Linked DNA regions of Zea mays: all the other regions are linked to region 1. The links are chromatin contacts, called in public Hi-C maps. All regions are on one chromosome and are shown on one strand. The core of a region is the stretch at or near the end of the contact, and the rest is flanking DNA. Distances in the headings are between cores, read along the strand shown.

Region 1 (5,063 bases), core at 837-3,336:
AGTGAGTCACTGAAAATTGACCAAAAACAGACCAAGTGAAGCGCATATAACCAGCTTCCACATAACTTATGCCATACCTGAAATTCGACTATGGTAAAGCAATGAATAGCTTATAACGAGTCCTTACGTGAAGAAAAATATCCATGTAGTATCAATGCTAGGGTACACATTAGTCCCTTTTGGGGGAAAACTACTATCAATTTATAGTCAACTTAATATTGATTCTTTTCTTTTGGGAACAATCCAATGTCAGTATGTATTTGTCTAAAAGGTGAAGCAAGATTCGTCCACTAATGTTCTGTTATGATTCTTAAATTATTGAAGAACAAATACTCCACTGGCAAAATACAAATGTGTTGAAGATGAAAGTATTTGTTACCTTCTCAGCATCAGATCGGCTTTCATTCTGCAGACGCAGAATCCTTACTCCATCAAAATCGAAAATCAGAAGAATTGCTACTTGGTAAAGGGCCTGTGTAAAATTCCAAACATATCAGAACAACAAAGAGTTTTTAACAGAATCCAATTGTATAATGAAGGAATACTAACCTGAACAAACAAGTTTCTCCACATGATATTTGTAACAAGAGGTTCCCTGCAGTAGAAAAGTATGGGTAAAAATGTTTCCAAATTCAAAAAGCATAGTATATAGGTATTGGACACAATGTTGTCAACAAGAAATTTTGGATCATTTGACATGCCTTCGACCAACAGGATTTCTCTTCATAAGGTTGTCTGTTGGAGGCTCGGTTGCTAATGCAAGAGCTCCAAGTGTGTCCATTATGAGGTTCACCCACAGAAGCTGAAAAGTGAAAGAAGTATATGATACTGATGAGAAACAGCCTGGAAATACATGTGTCTCAGGTAAAATGTTGTGTCCAGCTATTAAATGCACTCGGCTACTCCACTGTACTACTGGAGTAGTACGCTGGTAGGACAGGAGCAGGAGCGGGACCTCACACCGCACCTGGAGCTGGAGGCTGGAGGAGGAAGAAGGGGCACGCTCACTCATCACAAGTCACAGCCACACCACACATGAGCTGTGGCATTAATGGATCATCATCAGAGGAGGAGGGGAAGTAAGCGGTCCGGGTCCCAGCCCTCCTCTGAAACGAACCAAACAACCTAGACCAGGTAGGAGGAAGATGGAGATTCATGGAAAAGGGAGAAAAGGTAGCAAAGGATCGGCTCATCTCCTCTCCTCTCCTCTGACCCTGTCCAACTGTCCCGGTCCCTGTTCATGCTAGCTCTGGCTGCGTCTGCTAGTATAGGAGAGCAAAATACAATCCAATCCAATTCTATGCAGTAAGCGCTACCTACAAGCTCACCTTCACGTACATGGGCCCAGCTCCGGACGCGGCCTCCTCCGTCGGCGCCTTGCTCCTGGAGGCGCTCGCAGCGGCGAGGGGACCTCTCCAACCACCTGCGCTCTGCACGGATCGAGAGCGCACTGCATCGGTCACCCGCCCCGGCGGGGTCCAGCGGCCTGCGAAGATATCGAGGTCCGGCGGGAATAGGGACTCGACGGCGAGGTCGGGAGGAGGAGCGCGACGCGGGGGCCTGCTGCTGCGCCGCCATCTTTGCCTCCGGCGTCACCGTTGTCGTCATGGAGCCCGCGGGCTCGGTCACCTCGAGGTCGTAAGCCGCAAGGCCAGAGGCGAACCTCCGTGTGGCGGTGGCCGGTGTAGATGGCGCGATGGCTACACAAGTGCGGATGATCGAGGGAGGAGGGCGCCCCCTATCCTTATCTAGGTAGAGGTTGCGGAGGGCGGCTGCCGCGGCGGCGGGGATCACGGCGGGCGGTAGGGGATTGCGGAGGGCGGTTGGGGATTGCGGCGGGCGGGCGTGGGGGAGGCGGGGGGCCCCTATCCTTATCTAGGCAGAGGTTGCGGAGGGCGGCTGCCGCGGCGGCGGGGATCACGGCGGGCGGTAGGGGATTGCGGAGGGCGGTTGGGGATTGCGGAGGGCGGGCGTGGGGGAGGCGGGGGCAGTCTACATTAGGCTCTTAATAGTTGTAGAGATTTCTTTTATACGTTTATGGGCTACCGCGCCTTATTTTACTGGGATAGTCGACCCGATTGCTCGTGCTCGTTCTCCGTTATGGGCCGCAAATTCTTTTCGGCCCGGCCTGGCCCGCCTCTCGGCGCCCGGCACGCGCCGGCGCCGCAGTCGGCGCCCCAGCCCCTCCCTGCCCTCCGCTTTGCTCTCCATCTAGCCCCCACGACCCTCCTCTCCGCTCGTCCGCCACCGCCACCGCCACCGCCACCGCCGCGCCGCTTCTCGTCGTCGCCAGAAACGAAGCAGGGCTCCGCGCTACCCCGCTGATCTTGCGCTTGAAGATCAATCAGTCCGTTGACGCAGTTCTCTACGTGCAGGGGCGGAGGGCCCATTATCCATCTGGCCCAAGCGCCTCGCCCTTTCTCCACGACTTCAACCCAGGCAGCCTCCGCCCCGTCACCCGCCGCCGCGGTCACAGACCTCTGCCGTCGACCCACGGACCGCGGTCCGGCTCCAGCCTCCACCCGCCCGCCGTCCTCCTCCGTCGCGACCCGCGGACCGCGGTCCGGCTCCAGCCTCCACCCGCCCGCCCACCGCCCACCGGCTTCCGGCCTCCGCCCGCCGTGGGCGGCCTCTGCCCTCAGCCCACCTGGCCATCTCCGCATCCGGCCCCCGGCCTCCGGTCTCCAGTCGCCCCCGGCTTCTGGTCTCTGCCCCCGCAGTGGTCGTGCCCCACTGGGCTGAGGAGGAACAGCTTCCGGTTCCTGGTGCTGATCTTGAACGGCGCGGCGCTCAGGTCGGAGGAGGCGTTGCCGGCGAGACTGAGGTCGCAGAAGGAGCCATACCAAAAAAAATCGTCCTCCGCTACTGCCTACGTGACAAAAAATCCTGCGGAGACCTGGCAGAAGTCGCCCGGTCTCCCCCGCCTCTGGCTTGGCCTCGCCATTTACGCTACACCTTGAGATTTTTATTCACTCCATCCAATCTGGCCCTGCGTTTCTAGATTTTGCGAGGGAAGACGCCAATTAGGAGCCTGAGGGTGCGACGGCCTAGGGTTTGTAGCTACTGGTGTCGTCGCGGCCTGTGGAGGCGGTAGGGGACAGCGACATCTGCAGCCATGGACGACAGCGAGCTCCATGAAGAGGAGAACCCAACCAATAGTGCCGTAGGTGAGCTTGACGATGCCCAGGACTTCATCACAACCAGTTATGCTTTTGGTTTGGTGTTGGTGCAAGTGCCGATGTCGGGCCGATTAGGGTTGTCAAATAGCTGGGCTCTGATGTGTTGGGTGTGCTATGTTAGCTAGTGTATTTGCTGGGCTTTGTGCACGGATCTGTGGTGCCTGTTTACAAATGGGATTTGATAAGCCGATGGCATGCTGTTTGGTGCTATATAGGATTAAATGTTCTTTTTTTATGTGTGGAAAATTTTAGTTGCTGGAGCTACAGGTAGCACCCATGTAAGATGAGGTGGTTAGCATGCTGATCTGCTATGGGCTTGTAATTGTGAAGTTGCAACCTTTAGAGTCAGGCTTTGAGAACCATAAAACTGCAAAATGGTTTTGAGTATGAAGATGATCCTCTGCAGGGTTAATGGTTCCATGATGGTCTTCTGTATTTTATGTGACGTGTTGAAATTAATTTGATGAAATGTTGGTTGAAACTAGCATTGCGATTCTCCGATGCTGCATTTTAATAATACTGAAAACATGTAACCCTCTGTTTGGGAATGCATTATGTCATCATTAACCCTCAGATTCTTAGTTATCTTAACAATTTCCTGAGGTCACTCCAAAACTGGACTCATTTGAAGCTAAGTGCAATTGATTGATTGAAACTAGCAATGAGTTTGTTTGAATAACCCCATCTTACTTATTAGTTATTACTGTTGTCATCCTTACAGATGACGATGACGACGAGGATTATGAGGAGCCTGGTGGAGGAAATCACTTATTGGGGTTTATGTTCGGCAATGTAGATGATTCTGGTGATTTAGATGCTGACTATCTTGATGAGGTAGACACTTCTTTATCTGTTTTTGTTGACATGCAAATGTCCTGTTTTTTGTTGTTTTTATTATTTTATTTCATGTGTCTGTCTCTAGGAGATGACATTCATTTTATTCGTTTCACCTTTTCAATTGTGTGGATGTCTGATATCTGTATCTGTTTTTGATCTTAGTGCATTCTCAATTGGTCATGATTTTATACAGATTTAACTTCTTTGTTGGTTCTCTTTTTCTTAACATTTTGATCCTTAGACTTGTGTTTTAGGGTGCTCGGTTGCTTTATAGGAACCATCATCACTATAAGAACCATATTCCTCTGATTAAATTAATTTAATTTGAGTTCTGGAAATGATGAGATAGGGAAATTCAATGCGACGAAACCAAATTTCTCAGTCCATGCATTGTAATTTTCTCGTAATTTGGATGTTTTTTGAATAATAGTTAGTAGAACTCACTAAATTTTAGCCAGAATAAAGGTTAGTTGCTAAACCTTAGGGTACTTTGGTTTTATTGTTTTTCCATTGTCTGCAGGAAACAAAGTCATTGTTTATTGTTTAGTTATGTTTATAATGCAATTTGGATGTTGCATTTATTTATACTTTTATTTTGCTTAACTCAGGATGCAAAGGAACACCTTTTTGCACTGGCAGATAAGCTTGGTCCATCTCTCAAAGACATTGACGTAAGTTATCTTATGCGTATAGTTAATCTTACTTATCTATTTCATTACCAAACAAGTTAATACTATGTTGTTTGCTAATTAGCTAATGAAGTCTTCTCCAGCACCAACTGATCCTTCCGAACAAGGTTAGTGACATATTACTGTTTCCATATAAGCTGCACCTACAGTTTTGAGAGTTATTCATCAAGCCAACTTTGCCATTGCTTAGGAAGACCTTATTCTTCTTTTTCGTGTCAAACTATGCACATAATTGATAACACATCTTTTTGTTGTTATGTAGACTATGATGAGAAGGCAGAAGATGCTGTTGATTATGAAGATATTGATGAAGAATATGATGGACCTGAAGTTGAGGCAACTACAGAGGAAGACAATG
Region 2 (5,063 bases), core at 831-3,330, 500 kb before region 1:
TACACTAGATTCTTATGACCGTGAGATGTGTATATGGTAGAAAATTGAATCAATGGGTCATCTTTTCTTCAGATGCAGTTTCACGAGGAGATGTTGGAACCAACTCAATATTTCTTATTCACGACACTTTCGCTCTTCTCAGGCCATTCAAACAATTTAATCCAAATTGGGCATGCCTTTTACAATGGATATTATCATTCTTATGCCCTGGGCAATTTGGAAGCAACAAAATTCATGATTATTCTAATATGCGGAAGGCTGCTATAATAATTTCAAAGATCTTTATGACCTCATATGCACAGAATGCATCTAACACTTTTTTCTTGTTGCCACACATTAGCGAGCTCAATTACCATAATCATTTATGTAATGTAAACTCTGGTGTACTATTGTAACTTTTTCCCTTTAAATATATTCTAGTAGGGGCTTCACCTCTCCTGTTTCGTCAAAAAGAAAATCATGTGCGAACTTGATTTCTTTATGAAACTGTTATGTGCGAAGTTAATATCTTTGTGGAACTGTTATGCGCAAACTTGATGTCTTTGTGTAATTGTTATGTGTGAAGTTGATGTCTTTGTAGAACTGTTATGTGTGACATGCCTTTGTGGAACTATTATGTGTGAACCTAATAGGTGTTGTTTGATCATGTATAATTTATTTTCACCCATTTTAGCACTGTTATGAGCACTTAATAGGTGGATTCCATTTGTTGGCAAAGTTTTTGATAGTTCTAAATTGTTCACACTCATTTTTTTTGAAAAAGATGCAAATCTTAGAGATCTTTGCTTGTTTTATTGTATTGAATTTTATATGCAAAGTATTCAAACAATATTTAGAATTTCATTCTAGGAATTAAACTGCTTGTACAACCAAACACAAATAATAGAATTAAATCACTCTCTGGTTGATTCAATTTTTAAAATTATTCATTTCTTTGAATTTAATTATGATAAAAGTTTCATTTCCATCCATCCAAAGGGTTGTGTTGGCTCCAACTCGAGGCCAAACACTAGGGGTGAACCTCCTGACGGTGCTCCCTACGGGAGCGTGGACAGTCTACGACCTCGCTGCAGGAGCAGCTCCTCTCCACGCAACACCGAACGGTCCGCACATAGGGTCAGACGGCCCGTGACATGGCATAGTGTCTTCTTCTCCGTGAAGAACCCTATATCTCGCCTCGCGGGAGGTACCAGTCGGGGAGTAGAGTTACAGAGGGTGCTCCGGAGTCGACAGGACAGCTGAGACGTCCCCAGACGACGTAGAGTTGACTAGAGATAAAGTAATAAGTCGAGAAAGACTAATACTAGGGCTAAACTACTGCTACTCCTAAGTCAAGAAAGTAAAGGATTTCATAAATAGATTGATTGGATCAATTTTAGGTGCATTTAAACGGCAGTACCCTTTATATTTATAGGGGAGGTTTGGACCCGTTCATAAACGCTTTCCAACATGTTCCTACGAGGTTAGTGGATAAGTACACGCGGGAGAGGGACTCTCGTCCGAGATCTAATCTAACCGCGGACCGTGCGAACTAAAACCGCAGACCGTCCACATGGTTAAACTGTTCGGCCGTCCCTAGGTACCATAAATGATGCTCAACAGAATGTTAGTGAAATACTCCATTCATTCATAAATATATGACATCGTTGATATTTTTCAAAACTTTGATCACTCATCTTATTCAAATATTTATTTAAAAATATAAAATTTTAAATAACGCTTAAATAACCTTAAGTGAACTTACGATTTTTAATGAGATGATGGTTAAAGTTTTGAAAAATAAGTTAACGATGACATATATTTATAAACTAATATATAAACGGAAAAGGTAGTACGATATATATAAAATCATGATCTCTATTCTTGAATATTTGTCGTTCGCTAGTTTATTTTTAAACTATACCGTGATAACTATCATTTACTCATGTGTTAGTGACGAATTTCTGATACAGTAGTTTCCGACAACATTTGTGTTCTCATCTCATCCAAATCCAAGCATGTTTGCTGTGCAATTCACTCTTCGGAATTGAGTCACGTGCACGAGAAATTAAAGGGAGGGCGCTATCCGTCCTCTACCCCCAAAGCGCGGTCCCCTCCCTTCCCCAGTCCCCACTACCACTACACGCCTCTCGCCGTCGCGTCTTCAAAGCCTCCGCCACTTGACTCCCATCCCCTCTCGCGTGGTCCTTCTCCTGCTCCCGCTCCCGCTGCTCCTCATCTTCTCGCGCCGCGGCCCCCAGCCTTTGCCCGCCGCTACCTCTCTCTAATTGGGCGGCGGCCTGCCGGTCCGATGGCGTTCAACTACCACGACCACGCGCTGGCGATGGACCCCGCGGCGGCCGCCGCGGTTGGGGCGGCCGCGAACCCTAGCTTTGTCTCCGGAGGTGGCATGGCCGGGGGGCCCGGCTGGGAGAGGGAGAAGGCGGCCATCGCGGCGCACCCGCTGTACGAGCGTCTTCTCGAGGCGCACGTCGCCTGCCTCCGCGTCGCCACCCCCGTCGACCAGCTCCCGCGCATCGACGCGCAGATAGCGGCGAGGCCCCCGCCCATGGAGGCCGCGGCTGCGGCTGCTGCGGCGGGCGGAGCACACTCGGGAGGCGAGGAGCTCGACCTCTTCATGGTAAGTACCCATACTTTCTCGTCTCTCTTCCTATTATGGTCTTGCTATGATGAAGCTAATAAGGTTGCCCAGTGGTTCTCTCTTCTCCATGCGGATTTTCTGATTGAGTTTTGGGTGTTCAATTGGATATTTGTATGGCTGGATGGTTCATCCGGCATGCTAAGTATTCTGTAGTACGCATGTGGAAGATTTTGGGGGTGATGTTGGCTAGTTAATTCAAAATGGATTTCCGAATAAACCGAGTTAATTATGCATGCATAGCAAAGGAGCCGCAAATTTAAGTGCAGAATCGACTCATGAACTTTTGATGCTATCCCTTATTACATGCTTTTCGTTCTTAATTGCGTTGCTTCTCTGTTTGCCAAGGTTATCGATAGTGAAGCCGTTTTTGCAACTTTCTTTTTACGTTTAGCTGTACCTCTCTTTTCTTTTTGAAATGATAATTAATCATTTTGTGGCAAGAGCAGGTTGTTATCATTCTCTGTTTTTTCCCTCTTTCGAATGGTTCTAAATTCTAACCTGTCTCGTTTTTCGTCCAGACACATTATGTGTTGCTCCTCTGTTCATTCAAGGAACAACTCCAGCAGCATGTGCGTGTTCATGCAATGGAAGCAGTCATGGCTTGTTGGGAGCTCGAACAAACTTTACAAAGCCTTACAGGTAGCTGAAGCTTTCTACTTTAATATTTTTAGAGGAAAATGCTTTAGCTGCCCCTTTTTGGAGTCTGCTTGATGTACAAGTACAACTCCCTACTTAATATTTGCTATGTTTCATGTTTTGTTCGTATGGTGGTCACAGCAGGTTTCAGTGCAACCTAGGCAGACCATCTTATTGAAATTTCTCGCCACAAATAACGTATTGACCATTCCCCAAATGTTTCCTTCCTTTGGAAATTGACCAAATAGCCATTCTCTTGTTGGTCTTATCAGGTATATGGAAACTACAAACTAACTAACATTAACTAACATTGTTAGTACTTTTTTTCTTGCATTAGAATCAAACCTTACAACTTCACGCTATCGAACCCATTTTTGAATCATTATCTCATCCATGAACCTCATGTTGCAGACCATGCAACTGGTGCTACCTTTGTGAGATAATTTTAACAGTGTTCTCCCAGTCAAAGTTTCCCCTATCATGTCTCTAGACTCTGCTGCAGGCCCCTCAGAACAGTTAATAACTTAATATAGTACACTGTAATGGCTCTATGAAAATTGAAAAATAAGAGAGTACTTGGCCGATTACATCTTGACTGCGCCCTCTATTTTAGCGCTGGTCTAGCCGGCATCGTGCAAACGTCTGACCCCACATGACATCTTCCCCCCCCCCCCCTCGACGAACAGCTCGTCCTCGAGCTGGAACCTGGGGTAGTGCTCGATGAATGTGTCGATGTCTTCCCAAGTAGCAGATGATGGTGGTTGGTCTTGCCACCAAATGAGGACTTGGCGCACGCCTCTGGCCAACTGTGCCTTGACTGCCGCTGCTGGAATTAGAATAGTTGCGCCGTGATGCATAGGCGACAGGGGTGGTGTAGACTCTGGTGGCTGGCCTCGAAAGAGCTTGAGGTGGCCAACATGGAAGACATCGTGTATGTGGGCTCCCAGTGGAAGACGAACGCTGACAACTACTTTGTTGATGTCTTCCATCACCTGATACGGTCATAGAAGCGTGGACTCAGCTTGCCGGTGGTTGCCTGCGGTAGGGATAGGGGGGTACGGTGCCGAACCCGCAACCAGACCCAATCGCCCACCTTGTAGGACAGTTGCCGATGGCGGCGATTGTAGTGTGCCTTGTAGGATGCCTGGGCCCGCTCCAATCTATAGCGCGCGTCCTTAAGCATCTCATCGCGTTCAGTCATTGTCTTGGCCACCGCTTCGGCACGCGTTTCTCCTTGCTCGTATGACCTGATCGTTGGTGGATCACGACCATAGACCAATTTGAATGGCGTATCCTTTAGGGATGTCTGGAAGGCGGTGTTGTAGGTGTACTCCGCTCAGGGAAGCCACCGCAACCATTAGCGCGGCCGATCCGTGTGAAACAGCGTAGGTACATGGAGATCACCTTGTTGGTGGCCTTGGCCTGGCCGTTTGCTTGGGGGTGGAAGGCGATGGTCATGTGGAGCTTGGCGCCGGATAGGGTGAGGAGCTCCTTCCAGAACGCGGATGTGAACACCAGGTCGCGATCGGAGACCAGCGATCGCAAATTCCGTGTAGGCGAACTATCTCCCCAAAGAAGACCTTGGCGACTCCTTCCGCCGAGTAGGGGTGACTAAGGGGTTGAAGTGGCCGTACTTGGAGAAGCGGTCCACCACCGTGAGGATGATAGACTTGCCACCCACCTTTGGCAATCCCTCGATGAAGTCCAGCGTGATGTCGGCCAAAACCAGTTTTGGAACTAGAAGGGGAAGCAGGAAGCCGCCTGGCAGCATGTGGTTGGTTTTGTA
Region 3 (5,063 bases), core at 1,719-4,218, 310 kb before region 1:
TTGCGGAGCGAACCCCTGAGTCCGATGTTCGCTAAAGGGGATTCGTCTGGGGGGCGTCCATCTTTTTAATACTTCTTCCCATGTATTTCGTTCACTAGAAGGGTAAGGGTGAGCAGTACCATTCTTCCTTCGATGGTCGAGATCATGGCGCTCAGTGAGCTCCAAACGGGTGATCTGAGTGAGGCCCTGGTTCCTTTCATAGGATCCAGGCGCGGGGTCCGCTGGGGACCATCTTCATATTCATAGGTTCCGACTCATATAATTGTCGACCCTATTCGACCGAGTTCGATGGCTCATTGCCTCTCTCTGCGGTAAACCATGAGTCAGACATTCTGTGGGACTCGAACACAATTTAAAAGTGCCCTTGGCGCTTGTGCTCTAGGGTACTTGTTGCTGTGGTGCCTACTTCATAATCGCCCTGCTCTAGGGTTTTGGGTTTAGGGTTTATGGTTTATTGTTTAGGGTTAGTCTCTTATTCGTGGTGGAGTTGGTTACAAGGTGAAGTCATAGCTAAGTCTTGGCTTGGCGGCTGGGCTCCGGCCTCTGGGTCCTCCTCATGTTCGTCAGTCTTCTGGGCGTCATCTTGTTTGGGATCCGTCACTATGTCCAAGAGCACTCTAGGGGAAAAGAACATCCCATGTCCTGGGGTCGACCTCCTCCTTTTATAGGCTATGGTGGGGGATCGGCCCGTGGTGGCTTCCTCAAGAAAGAGCCATCAGGTGATGGTAAAACTAGGGTGTTCTACCATGGGGTAATGCCACACGTGCTTGCGATTGCTTGGTTGTCTCATATTCTTTATTGCGGATGACACGAACAACGTGGAGCCTAAGTGCCATCATTCTAGCTACGCCGACCCGTGGCCTACGTAATCTGGGGCTTGGTGTGGCTCGTCGTGTTGTGCCCTGCCGACGGTCTGTGGATTCAGGCCTAGTCCCGATATGTTATGAGTGTGTTGTTAGCTGAGGGACGCACGGGCCATAAATGCGTCGCAGTCCGAGGGGCTCACATGCCATGAGTGCTCTATAGCCTGAGGAATTCGTAGGTCATGAGTGAGAGGTGGACCGGCACCCCTGTTGTGCCTCGGCGCTAGGGGCGATTAATGCGGTCGGTCATTTATGATGGGTCAGTCTTGGGCCAGACGCGGGATCCACTCGAGTGGTATGGCATACCCGGTTCCCCTATCCGGTTCCGCCACGCCTGACCCTAGGCTCGGTGTCGCAGGGTTTATCCGGAGGGCGGATTCTTCTGGGGTAGACGTTATCTGTCTCCTCCGACGGATCAGCGTACCCCAGTTGCAAGAGACCTTCCTCCTAGTGTACTCACTGACCGCTGGGTTCAGAGACCCGGGATGGTATCCCCGACACATGTTCTTTTTTAATCATCGATTACTGGAATTTTGATGATGCATGTATTGTATTGTTACAGACTTACGGTACGTGATATAACTGCCAACGACACGGTTGTTCTTGTGTTATTTGTTGTCTTGTTATTTCGTCGCTATCGCCTGTGTTTTGTCACCACCAGGACTTATTCATGGTGGAGGTGGTTATAAGATGGAGTCCTAGCTAAGTCTTGGTTTGACGGTGGGGCTCTGGTCTCCAGGTCCTCCTGTTCGTCAGTCTTCTGGGCATCGTCACGTTTGGGATCCGTCATTGTGTCCGAGAGCACTCTGGAGGGAAAAGAACCTCCCGTGTCCGGGGGGCAGCCTCCTCCTTTTATAGGCTAAGGAGGGGGTCGTCCTGTGGTGGCTTCCTCAGGAAAGAGCCATCGGTTCATGGTAAAACTGGGCGTTCTACCACGGGGTAAAGCCACACGTGCTTGCGATCGTCTGGTTGTCTCGTATTCTTTCTGCGGACGACGCGGATGGCGTGGGTCCTGAGCGCCATCATTCTAGCTACACCGACCCCTGGCCTTCGTAGCCTGGGCTCGTCGTGTTGCGCCCTGCGCATTCAGGGCTAGTCCCGATAGGTTATGAGTGTGTCGCTAGCTGAGGGACGCGCGGGCCATAAATGTGTCGCAGTCCGAGGGGCTCGTATGCCATCAGTGCTCTCGGGCCGAGGGGCGAGGGGTTCGTAGGTTGTGAGTGGGAGGTGGACCGACGACCCCGCTATGGCTCGACGCTAGGTGCACTTAATGCGACCGGTCATTTATGACGAGTCGGTCTCGGGCCATGCGCGGGATCTACTCGAGTGGTTTCCCTTTGGCACGCCCGGCCCTGCTGTCCGGTTCCGCCACGTCTTACCCTGGGCTCGGTGTCGCGGGGTTCGTCGGGGGGCGGATTCTTCTGGGTAGACGTTACCTATCTTCTCCAACTGACCAGCGGACCCCAGTTGCAATAGACCTTCCTCCTAGTGTGCTCACTGACCGCTGGGTTCATAGACCCCGGATGGTATCCCAGACACATGTTCTTTTTTTTATCATCGATTACTGGAATTTTGATGATGCATGTACTGTATTGTTACGGACTTACGGTACGTGTTATAACTGCCAGCGGCACGGTTGTTCTTGCGTTATTTGTTGTCTTGTTATTTCGTCGCGCTACCGCCTGTGTTTTGTCACCACCAGGACTGTTCGCCTAAGATTCCTTGTACCTTTCGCCCTCTCGCCATTTTTCCAAGCCGCAGTAACCTGAAAAGTTCGCCTGCACATGAAACGCCATCGGCCTCCACTCGACCACTCCACTCTCAAAACGGGTCAAGTCAAAGCGGGTCTGGGAGGCTCATGGTCACAAACAGATCTGGCTCCAGGCTTCTTTTTTTTTTTTGGAGAGTGCTGCTCGTGGAGCCCACAACATTACCGCGGGATTTTGTCTGGCGAATCGCTTTAGCACAAGATTAGCATTAAGAAATGATACTGACCCAGAAGTCGTATACTTGAAATAAAAACCTGATGGAGTAGTAGTACCATCAGTATAGCATCTGAATCTGACGGGGATGGCGCCTAGTTTTGGGTGAGAGGGGCCGGCCGGCCGGCCCCACATGGGTGCGTGACGCGGGCCATGTGTCCGCTCTCCGCTCTCCGCTCTCGCCCTGGAATCCAGCTCGGCGGCCACCCAGATGGCAGGCTTGCCTTGCAGCCGCAGCGCCCGCGGCGTCCTTTTTTTTTTCTTTCACTCACAGGCTCTTGCGGCCCTGCTGCCGCCTGCCGATGCCGGCCTCTCGCCTGGCCGCCTCAAACTTGCGGCCGCCGCCTCCTCTCTAGCCTCACCGCGCTCTCGCGCCGCGCGCCCGTGCCCGTGCCCCTTTGTTTAATCCTCCCGTCCCATGTCGGCATCCCGCTCAGCGTGCCCTGGCACCGGCCGGCAGCGCGTTAGCCTCGCTCTTGCTGCTAATCCCTCCGTGTTTGACCGGCTACTACTGCTAGTTAAACTAGCGCTGGCGCTGCTGTGACTGTGAAGCTTTGCTAGCTTCCATCCTACTGGATACACCACATTAGGTTTTTCCTTTCCTTTCCTTTCTTCCTTTTGCCACATTCCATCCGCATGTGTGCAGATGGCATTCGGAAAAAACAAACTAAGGTCACTACTAGAGTCCAACTCTTTATCAAGTATTAAATGATTTACCGAGTATTTTTTTGACACTCGGCAAAGAACTTTTTTGCTGAGTGCCAAACAAAAAAACACTCGGTAAAAAAAACACTCGACAAAGGGTTTTTATTTGGCGAGTGTTTTTTTACACTCGGTAAAGAGTTTCTTTGCCGCCTGTTTATCCGGGGACGAAGTCCGGGTCCAAAGGTTAGTTGGTATCAACATTGTTATGTGCTGGTAACCAATTAACCATAATATTGTAAACGGTGTTTAAACAATATTTTACACTATATTTTCCGAAATCTACCGATATCACCAATCGGTAAGTTGTAGCTATCATATAGGTGCCGAAATGATGGGTGATGACGTCCAACTATGACAATTCATCCATCGTAGATTTACCAGAGGTGCTAAAATGATTTGTGACGATGGGTCACCCTAGAAATGAATGAACTGTCCCAGATTACAACATTCTGCAGTAATTTTTTTTTATAAGGTCGCCAATGAACCCGTCAAGTATCTGAATATTTCTGTTAGTGATCTCGTTGTGCCAGTAGGCAGTTGTTGCCACTGGCCGCGTATAGGACCAACCAACGCAAACTAGCTAGTGTGTACGTGTTGATAAAGTCCAGTTGCCACTACCTAGTACTGTTGTTAGTACTAGATGGTTAGGGAGCAGCGAATCATCACAGGAGGGTTTTGGCTTCAACTTGCTTGGCTTTAAGGAGGTACTAGTGATTATATACAATTGCTTAGGGTATCTTAGCTCTCTGACGGCTTTTGCCAGGTAGATCGAGTAAAGTATTAGTAAAGTACCGTACGTACTCTCGAAATAGTAGCAGCAGTGCAAGTATTTGCATGGCCATGGATCATGAGATCGATCTGAGGACGCGCGCCTGGTGAGATATTATAGCTGCAAGCAATATATATATATATATATATATATATATATATATATATATATATATATATATATATATATATATATATATATATATATATATATATATATATATATATATATATATATAGACACACGTACGTACAGCAAGGACAAATCCGGGAAGCGGGTCTCGAGTCTCGACGTGGGCAGGACAGCAACAAAATTATACACTGCACGTACCGGTGCATGCAGCCTGCCCCCTCTTTATCCCGCGTCCGATTAATTAGGTTGGGCAGCTGCCCACAGATGTATACTGCAAGCCTGCTGGCACCGCCATCTTCTGCAATCATAGTTACTTCTACTGCTTTTGGCTAGTTTTAGGGCTGCCTCAGCTACCGTGTGTGATCTGTGTTCTGATTCTGGATTCCTGATGAGAGAGAAGCTCTTTCCTGCTTGGCCCTTCCTTCGTGCCGGTGCGGTGCCTACAGGGCTACAGGCCACGCGTTTTCTGAACTCCTGATGACTGATGAGAATTCGTCGTCTTCCTCCTTCCTTCTTGCGGTGCCTACAGCTACAGGGCTACGCGTCTTCCGTTCATCAGCTGGGCTTTGGGTGAGACCATCCCTCTGTCGTCTCTGGACAAACGACATTTTC

The links. A called contact is a pair of places that touch in the nucleus more often than the background predicts.
Region 2: a Hi-C map of ear shows a contact between it and region 1, with 2.1 times the contacts expected there. The contact joins the promoter of LOC103638717 here to the promoter of LOC103638720 in region 1. A contact is called at or near these places in 3 of 25 Hi-C or Micro-C datasets (bundle sheath, ear and leaf mesophyll).
Region 3: a Hi-C map of leaf shows a contact between it and region 1, with 6 times the contacts expected there. The contact joins the enhancer-like site here to the promoter of LOC103638720 in region 1. A contact is called at or near these places in 9 of 25 Hi-C or Micro-C datasets (bundle sheath, ear, endosperm and 3 more).

What each region holds. Positions count from the first base shown.
Region 1 is chr9:98,683,550-98,688,612 of Zm-B73-REFERENCE-NAM-5.0, forward strand. It overlaps LOC103638720 (transcription initiation factor TFIID subunit 1), which reads left to right and starts at 2,087. Exons shown (of 21, transcript XM_008661557.2): 1 at 2,087-3,167; 2 at 3,901-4,013; 3 at 4,625-4,687; 4 at 4,770-4,812; 5 at 4,968-5,063. The coding sequence starts at 3,116. It overlaps LOC103638719 (calcium-transporting ATPase 5, plasma membrane-type), which reads right to left and starts at 828. Exons shown (of 3, transcript XM_020544092.2): 1 at 702-828; 2 at 550-595; 3 at 296-472. The coding sequence starts at 781. The coding sequence ends at 311.
Region 2 is chr9:98,186,690-98,191,752 of Zm-B73-REFERENCE-NAM-5.0, forward strand. It overlaps LOC103638717 (homeobox protein knotted-1-like 11), which reads left to right and starts at 2,081. Exons shown (of 6, transcript XM_008661553.4): 1 at 2,081-2,620; 2 at 3,160-3,280. The coding sequence starts at 2,291.
Region 3 is chr9:98,376,138-98,381,200 of Zm-B73-REFERENCE-NAM-5.0, forward strand. No RefSeq gene overlaps it. Among protein-coding and RNA genes, the nearest start is that of LOC100274790, 98 kb to the right of the region's middle. Within about 2 kb of position 2,969, at least 19 of the 20 cell types and tissues checked have an H3K27ac peak or open chromatin away from gene starts, as enhancers often do. A contact at or near this core is called in bundle sheath, ear, endosperm and 3 more, where this site is marked.